2 separate regions of the Mus musculus genome follow, and region 1 is linked to region 2. A link is a contact called in public HiChIP or PLAC-seq data. All regions are on one chromosome and are shown on one strand. The core of a region is the stretch at or near the end of the contact, and the rest is flanking DNA. Distances in the headings are between cores, read along the strand shown.

Region 1 (3,262 bases), core at 137-2,636, 920 kb after region 2:
TAAACTTTCTTCCCTGTCCATTCCTCCCAATCCCCTCTGTCCTCATTCTCTCTCCCTCAGATCCATTCCTCTTCCATTTCCCTTCAGAAAAGAACAGGCATCCCAAGGATATCAACTGATCATGACATAACAAGTTCAAATAAAACTTGGCACAAATCCTTATCTCAAGGCTGGACAAGGCAATCCACTTAATTGATTACGTAGGAAGTGTGTTCTTTTGGTGTCCTTTTCCTCTCTGGCTCATACAACCCCACCCCCATCTCCACCCCCTTCTGCTGTGTTCCCTGAGCTCTGCCTAATGTTTGGCTATGGGTCCCTACATTTGCTTATATCAGTTGCTGGATTAACTCTCTCTGATGATGTTTGGGCTAGGCTAAGTATAGCAAAATATCATTAGGAATTTTATTTTTCTTTTGTCAGTTGCGTTTGATTCTATCTTTAGTCTCTGTGCTATCCAGCTTCTGGTTCCAGGCTATCCAGATACTGTGAGGCATGGGTTACCTCTTGTGGTGTTGACCAGTCGTCATTGGCTGGGCACATCCAAAAGCCCTGCTTCACCATTGTTTCAGTGCATCTTGCAGGCGGGGAAGGAGTGGGTCATAGATTTTAGGGCTGGGTTACTGTCCCAGTCCTACCAGTAGGAGTCTAGCCTGTTTACAGAAGACAGTTGGTTCAGGCTCTGCATTGTCTATTACTAGGAGCCTGGCCCAAGGTCACTATTAGTATAGGGAATCTATTCTTTCCATTTGAAAACTCCAACACACACTCAAAATTACTGATGTATCTATCTTATCACTTGGAAATAACTCTCATACTCCCTAAGAACCAAATAAAATGAAAACCTTTACACTTTTATGGACATAAGGTTAGAAACAAGGAGAAATAGCTCTTTTCTCTCTTTGAGACATCCCACATTTCTACCTGTCTGTCTTCCCCTTTCCTAGATGTCCTATGCCTCCATCTGTCCCCTCCTCCTTGACAGTCTTGCCTGCTTCTAATCACAGCTCCAAACTTTCCCCTTGCACTTTCTGCTTTCGGGCCATTCAAACTTCTGCCACAGATCTGTAGGAACACCGTGGCTGACTGCTGGGCACTTTGCACCCCGCCCAACCCTAATCCTCAACAGCAAATTACCTCTGGCTAGCCCTGTTCCTACAGTGAGTGAGAGTGCACTGTCAGTACAGCCAGCCCTGCCCTACAACAGGTGTTGCGCTGCGATCTGAGTAAAGCCTTGTGCTCCACCGCCGGTGGCTTGAAACCTCCACAGGCATAGCAGTAACTGTGTGGCCACTTCTCTTCCTCTGAGGCACTGGAGCTACAGATCACACCTCTCAGGCCAGATCATTTTGAGCTATCAATGCAGGCCACGCCCACATCCCTCTTTCCAATCTCCATGACCATGGCCAGTCAGGTCCCTTGCTGCTATAAAATGCCCCACTGCCACCTTCAGTTGTTAACAGCAACCGCCTGCTTTTACCGCCAGCTCTGAAACCAGATTGCTTCCTTTTCCGATTCCCTCTCCAAACCTGAATTCCTCTCCAAGTCTCTGGTGCTCGATAAGCAAGGTGGGTTCTGCCTCTCCAACCGCCCTTAGCAAAGTTACCCAAACAAATCTTCCACCTATCTCCTCTGCTGTTTTGGCCCTTTCCTGCCACTCTCCACTTTCCTCAGTCCCGAAGCCCCACCCCTTCCGACTGCTCGGGGAGTTTGTTCAGATTGCATCAATCTGCACAACCTCCTCCTCTCTCTCTTGCTGCTGCCACTCAAAAGGCTCACTGTGGCTGCCACTCAAAAGGATCACTGTAGTCCCTGCTGTCCCTGCCCACCCTATCTGCAACTCCTTGTCAATGTCTCCTTTAGAATCTGACGGCAGCTCCCCTTCTTTCAGTCGTTTCCATACTCATTTTTGTGAGAGACTGCCTTTGCCCCAATTCTAACCCTTGGGAAAGTGACTGGCGTGGATAGGTCTGTTCCTTTCCTGTGTCCTGTTCTCTTTTGATGAATTTGCCCTATAGCATTACCTTCTTTGTCCTCTATATACTCCTTTCTATTAACCTCCTCCTCCTCCTCCTCCTCCTCCCCCTCCTCCTCCTCCTCCTCCTCCTCCTCCTCCTCCTCCTCCTCCTCCAGGAACCTGGGACAAAGGACTGCTGTGCATATTTTACATATCAAAGCAGACCTGGCCTCCAGGTTCTTCCTTCAAGGCCGGCCTCTACTTAGCACACCCTGCCCCCAACTCAGAACTTTCCAGCCCAAGGGCTAGGCTGCCCTTTCCTCTGAGGCTCCTCCCTATAAAATCTAGACATTCAGGGCGCTTGCACTCCCTCCCCCTCCTTTCTCTTCCCCTCCTCCCTCTTCCCTCCTCTTTCTCCTCTCTTCTCTTTTTTCTGAGTTCACACTCTTTCTCTCCTTCTCTCTCCCTCCCCTCCTCCTCTTCCCCATGGCGACTTCTTTGGCCTTGGTCTTTGGAGCCAGGGAACAGCTTCCCAATAAACCTACCTTTAATATAATCTAATTAGGTTTAAATTGGTTCATTTCACAGGCTTCAAAGAAATAACCTGTCAGTGTGTTTGGGAAAAAGCTTATGACCATACAACTCACCCCATAGGAGCTGCAGCAGTTCCTGATGTAGATTCTACTGAAATTGTAACAACAGACATAACTGCCAGGACAGAGACTGGATCATCACTTGTCTCCTCCCTGACCTGAGGGAGGAGACAAAAAGCTGTGTAAAGATTGTATTTCAACCTTGCAAATGCTAATTCCTATACATGGCAGACTTTGGTATTGTTATTTTTATGTAGCATCAGTGTTTTGTAAATATTCTTCTCAGATTGTAAACATTCACCTTCAGATTGGTCAATAAAAAGTTGGTCTGACAATTAACTGGGCTGAAGTGACTAGGATGGGATTTGGGACTTCCAGATTAGGGAGGGGGTGGGGGGTGGGGAGAGACAGACATGGAGGGAGAGAGGGGGAGGGGAAGAGGGGGTTATAACGGAAAAGGGAAAGAGGGAGAGGGGGAGAGGGAAGGAAGAAGAGGGGAAGAGGACCACAGGAGGAGGACTGTATGGAGAGAGAGACACCAGGAGGATTCCCCATGAGTTCAAGATGATAATGAAAGACCTCTGAAGGGAGACTCTCACTCAAGTCTCGGGATAATAGTGGACCCCCAAGAACTCACAAGAGACAAAACTTGATGCAAACCACGCGAGGCTTTATTCGAGGAAAGCCAGAGCTCTGGGGACGACTTGTATCCCAC
Region 2 (3,131 bases), core at 145-2,644:
CAGAACATCAAGAGCTAGGTAGGATTTATTGACCTTTTGCAATGCAGTAACAGAATGCCTGACAGAATTCTTTTGACTCCCGTCTTCATGGTAGGAGAAACTCAGATCATAAAAGCAAGAATATGTTGGTAAAGTTGTTCATATTAAGCTGACCAAGAAACAGAGTGAAGCATGAAAGGGGCAGGGATAACATGTCCCTGAGAACTTTCCTCCAGGAACTCACCACTTTCAGCTCATTTCTACTTGACAAAGTCTACGTACAGAACTCTCCCAAAATATCTGGGCCCAAGTGTTCAAAATTTGATCCTTCAGAGGATATTTCAGGTTCAGCATGTAACATTATTGTGTATGTAATAAATTGAAAGGACATGGTTGTATTCAAGAAATAGTCATCACTTTTATCACTTTTATAGAAAGAGCTATTACAATCTACAAATATGTTTAGTTTTCTGAATACTCTCATGAGTAAGTATTCATGTATTAATTTTGTTATTTTTTTATAAATGTACACCACACTTGTAAGTAATAGGTTGCTATGAAAAATATTAATAAATTCTGTATCCCTGTTGGAAAGTAGATATTGGATGAAGCTTAAAAGTTTTTTCTAACCTGGCTAGCTCCCAAATAATTGAGTCTGAGACCTATTGAAATATTTATTCAACAAGCTTTAAGCACAATTGACTAATTTTTCTAACCCTCTATGCTTACCTAACTACTTCCCAGCCACATGCCCCAACTTACTGGTATTTAGTCTCTCCCTGGCTTGCTTTGCTGTAGCTATCTGTCCTTATGGAGAACTCCCTTGGCAACTCCTACTTACGGAGACCTTCATCTTTCTCTACCTGTCTCATGGCCCTTCTTCTGGACCCTCTGCCTCTGACAAGCCTTGGTCTTGGCTGAGCTGCTCATTCTTTTAGAAGCGGCACCACCATAGGCCGCTCCTCCAGTTTGCCAGTTACTTATCCACTTTTTTTTTTCACTTCTTTTTCCCAGGTAGAGAGGTTATCTGGCTTTCTGAGTATATTCTTCATGCATATTTTTAAATATAATAAATCCACATGGAATTGGGAGTGGCCCAGATTATTTATACATATCTTGAATTTTGAGCACTTTTAACAGCTTATAGCATTTCTATTTTATAAGTACAGATGCTGACAGTAAAAGCATATTAGAATGATATTTAGAAAATTCCCATTAAATAATGCCTGACATTAAAGTGACTTTTTAGTGCTCATGTGCAGGGAAATATAAAACATTTATTCTGACTGAGTCCCAAATATAACTACAAGATGGAAGATCACGTATTCAAGATTACTGTAAACCAGAAGTGGGAGTATCTACCTCTGATCACAGCACTCTGGAGGCTGAAGCAAGTAGAAAACCACATTCAAATTCAACCTAGGGTACTCAGATCCCATTGTTAAAATTAACAGACAAGCCCACAAAGAAAGGGGCTGAGTGTAGTCTCCCCTCCCCCAGCCTGAAACCTGCTTGCTCAGGGGTGGAGCTTGCCGCTCAATCCTTCTGCCACGCCCACTGCTGGAGCCTGCCGCTTTGCTGTTCTGAAGCCATCACGTGTTCACCTGCAACCTTACTCCAAGATTATTTGGCGGGAGTCGGCCCCTCCGCTTCCTTCATAATGGAGTGTCGGAGAAGTAAAATTGAACCTTGAGCAGAGCCTTGTCTTGGTTCCGTCTTTATCTCGCCGCCTAGCCCCTCTTCTCTTCCAGGTTTCCAGAATGCCTCTCCAGGCTAGAACCCAGACCTGTGATCTGCTGGCCGGAGACAACAGCTGAGGAGATGGTTCACTTGATACAGTGTTTGCCACATATGAGGAACTGAGTTCAGATCTCAAATACCCATGTCAAAAATAAAAACAAAAACAAAACAACAGCAGCAGCAGCAACAACAACAACAAAGACAGGCATAGCAGCAAATACCTGTAATCCCAGTGCTGGACACAGACTGTAGCATCCCGGAAGTTTATTGCCAGCCTGACTAGCTGAGTCAGTGAGGCAGCTTCAGTAAGAGACCTGATTAAAAATAAAGTGGAAAGCAACTGAGGAGGACGTGTGATGTATCTTCAACATCCATATTCATGTTCATATTAAAGTATGCCACTTGTACACACAAGTACACATGAATACCTACAAAAAAAATAAAACAACCCTACAAAGTTCACTGTAGTAGCAAACCACAGTGGGTGTTACTGGAATCGACAGTGATTTTCATGATTAAGAAAACAACCATTTCTTGTAAAGGACATGGTTCATGAGTCATGGAAAATGACAGAGTGACAATGTCTTCTCCATGGGCTTCTCATGATAATTTGAGCTGCTCAGATAAATCCTACACTTACAAGAAACTTGATTTTCTGACCAGACTTTGTACTTGAAAGAAATAAACATTTTGCTTTAAGGAATATTCTGGGTAAGAGCAAACACGGTAAACCATTCACACATTATAGGACAAAACACAAAGATGTTAATGTCTAAAGATCAGGACACACACTGAAGGCCACACAGAAGCTGAGTTGACGAGAACCTGCAGTCAGCCACTTCCAGTTCCCATTAGGATCCCATCCTTTACCTTGGCTAGGCTTATCAGAGATCCCACAGCATCGGTGCCCATTACCAAACTTCATCATCACCTTCCTTGAAAAATCTCGACTTGTTTCCTATAGAAAATTCCAGTGTCTTTTGCAGAACCTGCTGTAAGGAACAGGGTATCTACTTAACAGAATTGCTTTAAAAATGGATTCCAAAGAAAACAACTTTAATATATACAGTTTGTTTTTTAAAACCCATTTCTCTCAACCTTGAATGTACTGTAGCCACAAACTTTATCTGAAACACATAAAAATGTTTATGAAATGTATTGTTGAAGTAAATGTGAAAAGTAAAACATGTAGAAGAAAATAGGAAAATACCATCGTATATTTGAGGAAAAAAAAAACCAACAAATTTCTTACACAGATCAAAAAAAAAAAAGATACACGTATAAAGAGGATCAATACATTGAATTTTTTTTTGCATATTTGACTCATAGTCCTGACAAATGTATTAGAGACTTTATTGTTAGGTGGATTTTGTTTGTAATTATTTTATCTTTTTCACATATTTACCATTTAG

Evidence for each region. HiChIP or PLAC-seq counts read pairs in DNA pulled down with a chosen protein or histone mark.
Region 1: a contact with region 2 is called in an H3K27ac HiChIP or PLAC-seq map of embryonic stem cells, with 4 times the contacts expected there. The contact joins two enhancer-like sites.

The regions. Positions count from the first base shown.
Region 1 is chr1:7,205,090-7,208,351 of GRCm38.p6, forward strand. No RefSeq gene overlaps it. Among named protein-coding and RNA genes, the nearest start is that of Gm23274, 59 kb to the right of the region's middle. Within about 2 kb of position 1,387, at least 98 of the 459 cell types and tissues checked have an H3K27ac peak or open chromatin away from gene starts, as enhancers often do. A contact at or near this core is called in embryonic stem cells, where this site is marked.
Region 2 is chr1:6,281,092-6,284,222 of GRCm38.p6, forward strand. No RefSeq gene overlaps it. Among named protein-coding and RNA genes, the nearest start is that of 4732440D04Rik, 66 kb to the left of the region's middle. Within about 2 kb of position 1,395, at least 19 of the 459 cell types and tissues checked have an H3K27ac peak or open chromatin away from gene starts, as enhancers often do. A contact at or near this core is called in embryonic stem cells, where this site is marked.